2 separate regions of the Macaca mulatta genome follow, and region 1 is linked to region 2. The links are chromatin contacts, called in public Hi-C maps. All regions are on one chromosome and are shown on one strand. The core of a region is the stretch at or near the end of the contact, and the rest is flanking DNA. Distances in the headings are between cores, read along the strand shown.

What was found. A called contact is a pair of places that touch in the nucleus more often than the background predicts.
Region 1: a Hi-C map of fetal cortical plate shows a contact between it and region 2, with 1.6 times the contacts expected there. The contact joins two enhancer-like sites. A contact is called at or near these places in 3 of 14 Hi-C or Micro-C datasets (fetal cortical plate, fibroblasts and liver).

Annotation. Positions count from the first base shown.
Region 1 is chr6:122,244,841-122,251,644 of T2T-MMU8v2.0, forward strand. All of the region lies in intron 3 of MCC (MCC regulator of WNT signaling pathway), which reads right to left. Among named protein-coding and RNA genes, the nearest start is that of TSSK1B, 130 kb to the right of the region's middle. Within about 2 kb of position 3,066, at least 5 of the 40 cell types and tissues checked have an H3K27ac peak or open chromatin away from gene starts, as enhancers often do. A contact at or near this core is called in fetal cortical plate, where this site is marked.
Region 2 is chr6:121,983,617-121,990,584 of T2T-MMU8v2.0, forward strand. It overlaps MCC (MCC regulator of WNT signaling pathway), which reads right to left. Exons shown (of 19, transcript XM_028849659.2): 15 at 819-1,053. Among named protein-coding and RNA genes, the nearest start is that of DCP2, 81 kb to the left of the region's middle. Within about 2 kb of position 4,720, at least 10 of the 40 cell types and tissues checked have an H3K27ac peak or open chromatin away from gene starts, as enhancers often do. A contact at or near this core is called in fetal cortical plate, where this site is marked.

The sequences.
Region 1 (6,804 bases), core at 1,816-4,315, 260 kb after region 2:
TGCCTCAGCTTCCTGAGTAGCTGGGACTATAGGCATGCACCACCATGCCCAGCTAATTTTTGTATTTTTAGTAGAGACAGGGTTTCACCATGTTGGCCAGGCTGGTCTCGAACTCCTGACCTCAGCTGACCCACCTGCCTCGACCTGCCAAAGTGCTGGGATTACAGGTGTGAGCCACCACACCTGGCCTCCATTGGGTCATAACATTCAGTTTGGGAAGTCAGTTCAAAAGTCTAGCAGGACTGGTCTTAGTGCTCTTCCAGGAGTTTTGCTCATTATCCTGGATTCTGGCCTTTGATTCTCATATTCTCTTGATTTGTAGAGTTAATCTGCCATTGAGCTTTGCTCTCCATCAGTAAATAAGAAACCGTTTTATGATGAAATACATTATACACTCTATTCACTATTCATGTTGTTTGCAAATAAAGTTTATGATCCTTACTATTGACTGAGGTGCTCTTAAGGTAAAGATTAGAAGATGTTAAATATAAATCCCAAATTTATCTCTGGTGCTCAATTGTTTTTATCCCTTCATGCCTGCTAGGAAATCCCCAAATTCATAACAGTATCCATGGCAGTGAGCTTTTCTTCAACAGCAGTTCCCAAAGGTACTGCCATTAGAACTTGAATATTCCATATATACTGAATACAGTTATGTATCTAGTGGGTGCTCAATAAATTATAGGTATCAGATTAAATCATAAAAAATTGCTTTTAATAGAACAAAAATAGAAGACATTGATGATTTTAAATAGTTCAACTTAATACTAAGTTCTGGTGCATACAGCCAATATAGAAAGTGAAGTTTGAATTATGTTAAGTAATTTCAGCAGCATCCAAAAGGGTCAAATGCCCTTTATGTGCTCCTTTTTAAAAAAAAAAATGACAGCAGGCCAGACACAGTGGCTCATATCTGTAATTCCAGCACTTCAGGAAGCTGAAGGAGGAGGATAGCTTGAGCCCAGGAGTTCAAGATCAGCCTGGGCAAGATGGCAAAACCCCATCTCCACAAAAAAAAAAAAAAAAAAAAAAATTAGCAAGGCATGGTGGTGTGCATCTGTAGTCCCAGCTACTCAAGAGGCTGAAGTGGGAGGAGCCTTGGGAAGTCGAGGCTGCAGTGAGCCATGATCAGCCGCGCTCCAGCCTGGCAACAGAGTGAGACCCTGTCTCAAAAAAAAAGACAGCAGAAGATTGGGATGATTGGGCCATTTCTTCTTTCGAAGTGCCCAAAACAAAGTAGACCTTCAAGAGATACAATATTGGCTGGGCGCAGTGGCTCACACCTGTAATTCCAGCACTCTGGGAGGCCGAGGTGGGCAGATCACGAGGTCAGGAGTTTGAGACCAGCCTGACCAACATGGTGAAACCCGGTCTCTACTGAAAATACAAAAATTACCTGGGCATAGTGGCATGCACCTGTAATCCCAGTTACTCAGGAGTCTGAGGCAGGAGAATCGCTTGAACCCAGGAGGCAGAGGTTGCAGTGAGCCGAGATCATGCCACTGCACTCCAGCCTGGGCAACAGAGAGAGACTCCATCTCAAAAAAAAAAAAAAGAGATATGTTATATTAAGTAGTCTAGTTATCGTAAGTCATATTCACAATTGAAAGGCTATAATTTGATAATATTGCTTAAGACCCTTTGTACTGCTAATTGAATTAAAATACCAGTAACAAATACCAAGAAAAAGGAGAGAAATAAGTTTGCAGGCCTCATCTGCTAGCACAGTCACTACCCACGTCTTGACGGAAATGAATTCTCGTAAGGGTTGAATATTCTCCGAGAGCTCATTTATATTTCTGTCATGATCCAATAAGTTCCAAGAGTGAGAGAAACTACATTTCACATAGCCCACATGAGCCCTGGCACATCTAATCTGCAATCTCTACCTTTAATTTATATCTGAAAAATGAATGAATGAACATCTACAGGGATATAAAAGTCAGGGTCACATAAACACAATGCGTGATTCTATTACACCTGATGCCCAGCTCTGAACAAATAAACTCTATTACATATGCTAGCTTTGTATCAAAGAGGGTAAACCAAACTGCTCCCCGCTGCCGGCAAGAGACATGCAAATCTGTCAAATAACAAAGCATTCAGCCCAACCCACTGACTTGATCGTATATGTTTATGTGTGTGTGTATTTTTAAAACCAAGTTTTAATTTTAATAGCATTCCTTTTTAATTTAAGCAAAGCAAAATGGAAATGACACTGAAACAGATGCAAAAGTATGGTGAAAAATGTCTACTTGGACAAAGCTATTTTAATGAAAGCAACACTATGCAGGCTTCCTGATTCCTTTTAGTTATTCAACCACCCAAATTAGATTCACTTCACTGGCTGTCTTCATCAGATTTCACAAAACTGGGGACTATCGAAAAGAAATAAAAGGTGAGGGTTTTCCTTAAAGTGGGATACCATGTTTTTAACACAAACATTCAGATTAAGTGAAAGAACTTGATTAAACCCACAATTCAAAATAATGATGAACTGAATGCTGGAACTCAGCTGCCTGACACACTTTAGCATATGAATTAAATTTTCTGTTCACTAACCCACTTAAAAAAACTATATTCAAACATCTCCTTTCAGGGAGTTGGCCATATGTGAAATGAACAGACTCTTGGGTCCACATGGGTCTTGGCTTGCAATTTCTGAGTTTGCTAGAAAAGTGAGTTTATTGCATTATATTACAATGGACACTAGTGGATATATTTGAGTATATGACACTATAAGAGCCATGCCTATTTAATCAAATGGGCCATCATTAAAATACATACAGGTGTACCAGCAGTTGTTTCATGAGTGATAATATCATAAAGGGATGTTTATGGCCAGGTGCTAAAGAAGGTACTTTAAATAAGGAGGTGAGTACATGTGATGATAGGGAAAGAGCTGTCATGATGTATGACATGGATCTTCCTAAGCACATTCACAATTCTGGAGCAAAATGTTTTCCATAAAACCTTCGTTCCACAAATAGAATTTAAAAATGGCATTGTAGCATATGGCCATGTAAATTGTAAATGCAATCCACATGTCTTCAACAATGCCAGTGTGGATGGGCTAATGAAGATGCAAATGGAAAAAGGTATACTACTAAGTTGGCTACTTCAGAACACCCAGATGGCCCAGAAATTCCAGACCATTTTGTGAATACCAAAAGGAAAAATGTGATCAGGATATAATTACAGCCTTCATAATTACAGTCTTACAGATTTAAGATTTCACATAGTTTAAATATCACAAGATGCAGAGGGAGACCTAAATGCTTTATGAATCATATAAGAAGGAAAAAAGGAAGCAAATCAATTATGAAGAGGTGGAGGTCAGATGATTTCCAATTATTGATATTGCACTGTAGGGAGATGGATTGAGTTTTGTGGTGGAGATTAGATATAACTAAGTCTTGATGAGTTCAGTTAGCTGGGGAGGAGCTACAGTTTGAGTACATTCATTTTTTAAAGCACTGTACTTTACACACATTGCATCACTGTTATTGCCATTTTGAGATGAAGACGACTAAAGCTCAGAGAGATGAAACAATTTCCCCAAAGTCACAAAGCTGGTAAGTGCCCAAACAGAGATGTGAATTCCAAGTCTAACTAACTCCAAAGCCTACATAAGGGCTAACTAAAGCAGTCTTTCATGTATCACCTTTACAACTTTTGCCAGACTGTGTACCATCTGGGCTGTAATCTACTTAACATGATTCTCTAAACTGATAGATTTATACATCAAAATGTTTATTTAAAATGGTACATATACATCATGGAATACTATGTGGCCATAAAAAAGAATGAGATTATGTCCTTTGCAGGGTCATGGTTGGAGCTGGAGGCCATTACCCTTAGCAAACTAACACAGGAACAGAAAACCAAATACCGCACATTCTTACTTATAAGTGGGAGCTAAGTGATGAGAACATATGAATACACAGAGGGCAACAACACACACTGGGGCCTATGAAAGGGTGGAGGGTGGGAGGAGGGAGAGGATCAGGAAAAACAACTCAGGGGTACTAGGCTTAATACCTGATGAAATAATCTGTACAACAAACTCCCATGACACAAGTTTGCCTATGTAACAAACCTGCATGTGTACCCCGGAACTTAAAATAAAAGTTAAAAAAAATGACAATTTTATAATGCTATTTTTTACTATTTTTTGTTGTTATTGCGGGAAGTAAGGGACCCCAAACAGAGGGACCAGCTGAAGCCATGGCAGAAGAACATAAATTGTGAAGATTTTGTGGATATTTATTAGTTTCCCAAATTAACACTTTTATAATTTCTTATGCCTGTCTTTACTGCAATCTCTGAACATAAATTGTGAAGATTTCATGGACATTTATGACTTCCCCAATCAATACTCTTGTAATTTCCTATGCCTGTCTTTAATTTCTTAATCCTGTCATCTTCGTAAGCTGAGGATGTGTGTCGCCTCAGGACCCTGTGATGATTGCATTAACTGTACAAATTGTTCATAAAGCATGTGTGTTTAAACAATATGAAATCTGGGCACCTTGAAAAAAGAACAGGATAACAGCAATGTTCAGGGTACAAGGGAGCTAACCATTAGGTCTGACTGCCATGTAGCCAGGCAGGACAGAACCATATTTCTCTTATTACCGAAAAGGGTAAGAGAAATATCACTGAATTCTTTCCCCAGTAAGGAATATTAATAATTAACAGCCCTGGGAAAATAATGCATTCCTGGGGGGGCCTCTAAAATGGCCACTCTGGGGGTGTCTGCCTTATGCAGTTGCAGATAAGGGATGAAACATGCCCAGGCCTACTGCAGTGCCCCCAGGCTTGCTAGGATAGGAAATTCCAGCCTGGCGAATTCTCGTCAAATGGGTTCTCTGCTCTTGAACCTTGTTAAGATGTTTATCAATGACAATGCATGCACAGTGGGACCTGGAACTTCATTAGTAATTCTAGTTTCACTCTGACCTTGTGATCTCGCCCTGACCTTCTGCCTTGTGATCTTTTGTTGCCCTTGAAGCATGTGATCTCTATGACCCAAACCCTATTTGTACACTCTCTCCCCTTTGAAAATTGCTAATAAAAACTTGCTGGTTTTGCGGCTCAGGGGCATCACGGAACCTGCTGACATGTGATGTCTCCCCCGGACACCCAGCTTTAAAATTTCTCTCTTTTGTACTCTTTCCCTTTATTTCTCAGACCAGCCGACACTTAGGGAAAATAGAAAAGAACCTACATTGAAATATTGGGGGCTGGTTCACCTGATATTTTTTGAGACAGGGTCTCATTCTGTTGCCCAGGCTGGAGTGCAGTGGTGTGATCTCAGCTTACTGCAGCCTCCACCTCCTGGGGTCAAGTGATCCTCCTACCTCAGCCTTCTGAGTAGCTGGAACTACAAGACACATGTCACCACACCCGGCTAATTTCTTGTATATTTTGTAGAGAGGGAGTTTTGCCATGTTGCCAGGCTGGTCTCAAACTCCTAGGCTCAAGCAATCCCCCCACCTCAGCCACACAAAGTGCTGAGACTACAGGCGTGAACCTCTGTGACAAGACTCCTAATACTATTATTAATGGAAAATAACTGTCAGTGGCATAAGCAGAAGGCAACTGTAAAAGCAAAAGTAAATTTAGTCCAGCTAAATACTGTTGCTTACCAAAGCTCTGATCCTGGGGTCTGCCTTTTCCTTGTAAAGAGAGCTCTGAGAAGCAGGGAGGTACTAGTGAACTTCTTGCACCCAAATGAGGCTTTTCTCTTGATGTAAACATAAGGACTGGAAGAGAACTATAAAGGGAATTCTATTGTTATCGTGTGATACCGTCCTATTTGATGCCATGTGGTATGCCACCTGTATCCACTGTGTCTTCCACCTGTGGCATGCTGCTCTTGTTTTGGGAAAGCATGTTCCCATTGGCTGAGCATTTTCTGTGAGCTGGATCAAGGGAAGATGGAAGGGAGTGATTGGATCTGATCATTTTTTTTCAAACCAAAATTCAACTTGAAGGAAACTAGATGCCTGTTTCCATGCATGGCTCAATTAAGTTTTATATATAGCAAATCTGAGATCAAACTCAAAATTAAGCATAGAGCTAAAAATCTCACATGATATTGATGTCTAACAGCATTCAAACACGTTGGCTCTAAGAACTACTGGATATTGTTTACCAGGCTTCGTGGATAAACTATGGGATATCATTGTGCAAGCCACAGCAGGCCTCTCCCTCTTGCAAAGCTTTGCCTTGGAGAAGATATGCTGGAAGTTCTTAGTGGCTTGCCTACTCCTGGGCAAACCCCAATGGCCATATGAAGCCCCAAAGTTATTTCTTAGCATAATTTTATCATGGGCTTCTCTTTACTTCTATTTAAAAATACAGAACAACAGTATGGCTATTACAGTACCAAGATGCTCATCATAAAATACTAAAACCCAACTCCATGTGTCAAACAGAATGATCAAAAGATATTTGTACATTTTTATTTCAAAGGTATTTTATTTCCTAATCTTCTATTGTTTGACTCACTAGTATGCTTAATATACTAGTGCATATAAACTTTCGCAAAAATTCAACCAGTATCTTGGTTTTTTTTTATAGCATGTACTCTGTCTGCCCAGAAAAACCCACATTCATGCATTCAAGTCTACTATGTAGTACACACACACACAAACACACACACACACACATTAGTTGTTTGTTTTTAAAAAACTGAATTTCAGTAGCAGAGAGGGTAAGGGATCCTAAATGGCAAATATATAGAAACATAGAAACTGAAAGAAATGCAAATTCAGATTCACGTCAGGAAACAGATTT
Region 2 (6,968 bases), core at 3,470-5,969:
GCACAGCAAGAAATTCCAAGGGTTTCTGACACTCTGTCGCAGAACCAAGGACAAATATCAGATATGCTCTTACTTATACCAGAGCTGCCTTCTGAAAGCAGGTACCAGGTGAAGGGCTGATGCCTGGCACTCTACACCAGAAACAGGCAAAGTGGTGTCCTGCTGTAGGGATGGCAGTTTAGCCACTTCCCAGTAGGGGACACCAGCTTTCCAAGAAAGCTCCCTGCTGTAGAAACGCCAGCAGGAAGACATCTCCACCAGCAGCTGAAAGGCCCAGTGTTTCAGATCCACTGAAACACTGACCTCAACAGCACTGTACACCTTCACTGGAGGGCACTATGGTCTGAGCAGGCTCAACATTGCACCAAAGGTACAGGATGTCAGGAAATCAGGGCTCTCGGCCAAACTCTACAACTGGACTCACCCTGTTCTCCCCCTGCCGGGAGTTAACACCAGCATCAGCAACCCAAGACATACTTCCAAGCATTCTTGAGATTAGGGGTCAATTTAGATGGACAGAGGCTCCACCCTGCAGAGGTCTGACCTGGCTTCTCTTAGATGAAGGGCTCCAAAGTTGGGCTGGGACACCCTGAGAAATCCCTTAGAATTCAACTCCCCTGTCCAGAAACACCCAGCCCAAGTGATCCCCAGACATAGTGAAACCAGCTCTGTCTACAAACAAGGATCTGGCTCTTCTCTGGGCAGAGGTGACTCAACAGGAGGGGTTGATTCCTCTTCATCTGCTGGACCTGCTTTCAGAGGTCGATTAGATTTCCTCCTGGTGGCAGCCTCGTGCACGGGACCCACCCACCACATACCTTCATGGCCATGAGTTCCTGCATCAGCACTGCGTTTTCCAGGTCCAGCCTCTGGCTGTCTCCCCGGGGCTTGACGTCATAGCTAAGAGGATCAATGTGGATGCTTTCCAGCTCCAGCATGGTCAGCTTGACCGCAGCCCTGTCATTCTTGAGCTGCTGGATATAATCCTTCAGCCTCTGCTCGTCTTCTTTAGTGAACTCAGTGTCGCAACTACTGGCTGTGGAGCTGGTTGTGCTGAGGAAGAAGAAAAAAAAAAGATCCACCACCCTGTGGTATTCCAAGTTATGGCGAATAGATCTTTTCTCCTCACTCTTCTCCAAATTCCCTCTCCCCACTGTTATTTACATGGTAATCCAAAAATAAGTATGCATCACAGCATAGGAAAATAACTTTATGAGAGAATTAAGTATGAAGAATAACAAATGTTTACACTCTTTGACACAACACTGTGGACTCTAGAAATGAATTTCTAAGGAATTAATTCCACAGAAGCAAAAAGATACACATACAAAGGAATGTAATCTAAAATACAGTTTAGTGAATTATCACACCTATCAAAAGGAGGGCAATCATGTGGACATTACAGCGATCATTGTAATATGTGAAATTAGAGTGATATTGACAATGGTGGTGATATTTTGAGGAAATAGGTTAAAAGATAATATATATGTAATAAAAAAGATATTCATGTGGTCAGAACTTAAAAAAGGGGTATTTAAGGCAACAGAAGTTGAAGCACAAAACACCTATGGTGTGATCCACAGATGCATGTCACACCCTCACACGTGCGTGCAGGTATCCCAGGCTGTGGCAGCTGTCCCTGCGGAACAGCACTGAAGGGGGCTGTTTTGCGGTGATTACTTCTGTTGTTTGCAACATGTACCATGAAAAACACAGGGGTGCACAACACAGCAATAATCACTTTGGGAGTGGGGTACCCCTAGGCCTCCACAGCATAGTCTGAGAATAGTGTCCACTATAGGGACTCCGGCTGGCCCAAGGGCCCTTGGCAGCCCAAGATGAATTGTGACCGGGCAGGGAGCCCCCAGTTGAACCCCAGGCCTGTGGTGGCCTGGGAACGTTTCTAGGGGACCAAACCATCGTGAAACGGGGAATGCCACTGGAAAACGGAGGCCACGGCTCTCAAGTGGGCTCTGGCCTTTTCCAGCAGTGGGCAGGCTGCTCCCGTGCCTCTGAATAAGGCCCACTCCACTCGGTCGAGGACTCTGAGGCCAGTGTGCACCAACAGCAGTTTCTCTGCACTTGCACTGGGCCTCCCTAGGCTTGACTTGTCCCTCATGGAACTGGTCTGAAGATGGCAGAGGAACAAGCAGAGGCCTACTGACCTCGCATCAAAACAGGCCAGGCTGTGTTGTCATGCCTGTTGCTACAGATTTGGAAAGTGAAGCTCACAGACATTAGTGGTCAGCCGAATCATGCGGCTGGAAAGAGGTGCAACTAGACTTGGGCGCAGCCTCATCCCACAGCCCTGTCCTTGTCCCCAGAATCCTGTAGTTAGAAGCTATGCCAGGGGCCAGGAGTGATCTCCACAGGCTGCCAGATGCCACAAATCCAGGTCTACACTCCTCGTCTCACACTGCAAAAGGGTAACAGCCAGGACCCCAACTCAGCAGGTGTAGTCCCCACAGCCTAGACGTGAGTGAGGGCAGGCCCATTCTTGTACATGGCACATTGCTACGAAAACAAGGCTTCCGGGGAGAGAAAAGCTGAAGAGAGATGGTGGCTGGAGCCTTGCTGTTCACAGAAGGAACAGGCTACCCTAGGGCTTGGGGTAGTCTTCAAGTCAGAGAACCCCTTCTAGGATGGGAAACCCCTGAGCAACAGAAACCCTTTGGGGCTGTGTCTCACTCCCTCTGTCCCATCAGGACGGGTGGGAAGTCCCTTGGAGATAAGGCGAGCAAGATCAGCCTGACCATTCAACACCACCTCTTCAGAGGCTGTGCCCGGTAAGTTTCCGTGTCAGCTGGGCTGGGCTCTGTGCACAGTTGCTTGGTCAACCACTAGGTTAGGCATTGCTGTGCAGGTGTTTGTTACATGTGATTACCATTAAAATCAAGACACTGCAGGGTGACTGTTTCCATGCGGTGAGAGAACCTCATCTAATCAGAGAGGCCTTAAGGGAAAAGAAAGATCCCCCAAGAGGGAAGAAATTCTTCCTCCAGATAGCTTTCAGACTCCAGACAGCTTTCAGACTCAAGACTGCAACATCAACTCTTCCCTGGGTCTCTAGCCGGAGCTGCAGACTTCAGATTTGCCAGCTCCATTATCAAATGGGCCAATTCCTTAAAATAAATCAGTGTTTGTGATTTACTAGATATCTATATCAAGAGATCGATCTTGATCTCTCTCTTTATATCTAGGTATAGATCTCTCCATATAGATCCATCTCCCATTGGTTCTGATTTATGTGCTATCTTTATGTGTGACCCAAGTGTCTTATATACTTGGAATATTCCCTGTCTTCTCATCTCTAAAATGAAGGTAATCATAGTATATGCTTCATAAAGTCAGGGTAAGGAATAAATGAGGTAAACTTAGAAGTGTTTGTAATAGCAAAGACATGGAATCAACCTAAATGCCCATCAGTGGTAGGCTGGATAAAGAAAATGTGGCACATATATACTATGAATACTATGTAGCCATAAAAAAAGAATGAGGTCATGTCATTTGCAGAAACATGAATGAAGCTGGAGGCCATTATCCTTAGCAAACTAATGTGGAAACGGAAAACCAAATACACATGTTCTTACTTATAAGTGGGAGCTAAATGATGAGAACACATGAACACATAGAAGGGAACAACAAACAATGGGCCTACTTGAGGGTACAGAATAGGAGGAAGGAGAGGACTGGAAAAAATAACAAATGTGTACTAGGCTTAATACCTGGGTGATAAAATAATCTATACAACAAACCTCCATGACATGAGTTTACTTGTGTAACAACCCTGCATATGTACCCCTGAACTTCAAAGTTAAAAAATATTAGAAGTGTTTAGAACAGTGCCCAGTGCATAGTAAGCACTCAATAAACACAGAAGCTATCATTCATCTGTTCAAGAAATATTGGAGTGCCAACTATGGGGTCCTGGAAAAATCCCTGCCCTCAAGGAACTCATATTCTAATAGAGGAGGCCGGGAAGTGAAATACACAGTCCATGAAAGGGTGAAAAATGAAGCAGGGAAGAGGTGTGGGGAGTGCAGAGTGAGCATGGGTTATTATTTGTGATTGAGCTGCAGGGAAGGCCTGCGTGATCCAGTGACATTAGGGTGGACCTAAGGGAGGCGCGAGAGGGAGCTGCGTGGATGTTTGCAGGACACAGTAAATGCAAAGGCTCTAGGCGGGGAGTGCAGCCAGCAGAACGAGATGGTGGCTGAAGCACAGTCAGGCAGGGGAGAGAAAGGAGGAGATGTGGTCAGAGATGGAGTGCGTGGGAGGGGCCAGGTGCCAGGTGATACAGCGTTTTATAAGGGCTGTGTTTTTCTCTAGGATTAGGATGGAGGCCATTGGGGGTTTTAACAGGGAGGGATGTGATCTGCCTTATTGTTATAACAGGATCCCTTCTGGCCTCTAGGGTGAGGAGAGATGCAGGTAGGCCAGGGCAGAGGCAGGGGTGCACCTCAGGAGCTACAGCAACAATTCCAGGGAGAGATGCTAGCAGCTTGCAGCAAGGTGGGAGCAGGGAAGGCAGGGAGAAGGATAAAAATGACTACTGATCATCAGCATTACGTTTTCTCAAGCTATATTTTAAAAAGGATGAGGGGGAGAAGCAGCAACATCCTGCAGCTGCAACATTTCACGGACTATTCCACAGTGAAACGAGGCAGCTCAAGGGAAATGCAAAGACAGCAAACCGCGCCCACAGCAGAGGGCACTGAGGAGCTGGGCTGTGCATCGCAGGACCATCCAAAGGACTCTCGGCATCTCAGCGAAGGCCTGTCTGCCTGCAACCGGCTCAGCGGCAGGCACGCCTTGCACAAAACCCCCAAGCAGAGCTCACGAGCTCACCTTCACAGATCGTCAACACTGATGTGGAGGGACAGGCATCTAATGTTCCATAGGCGAATGAATGACAAAATTAGAGCAAACTCAAGTACTGGCACTGTTTGCAAAGCATTCCACAGACAGGGCTGAGGGTGGAGATGTGCTCACAGCCTCGGCATGTTTAGACAGCGTGGCGCTGGCAGACAGCAGCGCTTCTCTTCCAGTTACTTGGGAGGTTTCAGGAATGAAATCCTTCCTTGTAAAGCTGGGACACAGGGCGTGGGGTTTACTTACACCTCTAGTCTTTCCTTTCATTAAAAATTATTTTGAAAAATTTCAAACCTGTAGAAAAACACAGAATAACTAACACCTGTGTGTTTACCACCCACGAGACATTGTGGTATATTTTCTTCAGACTACTTTTTGGGAAATATAAATTTATACCCAAAACACCTTTTGTAGACTTTCATTTAAAATAAAAATCACAAAATTCAAAGAGCAGTAAAAGCCAGCATTCTCTAATTACCCTGCAGGAACTGAAGTGATAATATTTTGGCAGATTTTCCATTTAGCAGGACTGGTCTACCCCAGCAGTTCTCCAAGAGGTGTCCTGGGCTAGCTGCACCAGCAGCACCTGGGGACTTGCTAGAAATGCACATTCTGGGGCCTGCTGTCAAGACCTCCAGAGTCATTGACTGGAATCTGAGGTCCAGCAATCTGTGTTTTCATATATCCTCTAGGCAGCTCTGATGCACGCTCAGATGTGAGAAGCACTGGTCTCCCCCTCAGGCTAAGGGGGCATTTGCTCAGTAGCCTGTGAGGTGACTGGATGTGCCCAGGTTTTCTAGGTAGAGGCGACGATGCTCCTGGCTGCCCTCGTTGCTGTCAGGGTCTACGAGCAGGTCTCTGATGTCAGTCAGATCTGGATAAATGTTCCTCCTCTGCCACTTACTTGCTTTATGGCCCAGAGTAAATTACCCAATGTTTCTGGGCTGCAGCAAATAGGAATACTAAGGGTTCCTGCCTCACTAAGTTGTGGAAAGGATACGGCAGGCCCTGAAGCAGGCAGCTGGTGCTGCCACACAGTACCTGTCCTGTGGGAGGAGGAGGGACGGGTGGCCACTTTCCTGATGGTTTTGCCAACAGTCCCACAACACCTAACACCCCCAACACCAGACTCAGAGATCCCCTAAGCTGTTGGCCGTCTGCAGGTCATCCAGAATCTCTCCATCCCAGGGAGAACAAAAGCCACCAGTGGTTGACTAGACTTGAGAAATCACCTAGCCCTGTTGGGGAACACGAACGCAGGCAGGCAGAGACTGCCAGGCGCTGCCACCCTTAGGGCCCGGAGCCTGGTCCATGGCAGGCAGGGAAGGCTTTTGTTTTACCCTCTTTGCTATGAGTATAGTTTTCAAAGAGAAAGGAAATAAGAAAAAAAAAATAACAAAAGATCTCAGCTCACAGATCTTAACCCTGTTGGAAGCACAGAGCTTTAAAATGCTTTTAGTGGATAAAGTTTAATTTCAAGATAAACCTCACAGCCCCTCTGGCTTCCCTCTCCCGCTTCCCAGGACAGCAGCGGGGAACAGATCAGGCGAGGTTAATTACAATTCTGCTTTGAGCTCTTAACGTTTCACTGCAGAATATGATTATGACAATGGTAGGGGAGGGGAAGCCACTGGCCTTTTCTCTGGCCTCACAGACAAAGGCGCTGGCGGTCTCCCGAGGGCCTGCTGCTAGCTGCTGGGCAAGGGTTAAGTCATCCATTAACTCTCCCGGCTTGGAATGCTGGATGATCTCAGTTGTCAAGGGGGAATCAATCACTTTCTGTGGCTGCATTATTCCTCTCCAGAACGGGAGACTGTCTGTGTTCTCTGAGAGTGACTGTGGGGGAAGGCTAATGACAAAAACCCTAGCCACACGTGTGTGCCTTGCTCTGGCTTCTCGAGGAGCTAGTCTAGGATGTGTGGGTTTCTCCTTTCCGTGATGCTCTGCTGGAGCTCCCGTCACGCTGGCTTTCCTCTGCATCTGTTCATTGCCAGCAGCTCTTCCAGCACACAGCATATGCAGCAGGCCTGTAGTCTGGTGGGAATGTGGGGCTGGCTGGTTTGGGACGGTTCAGGCTGACCCACTCTCCACCTACG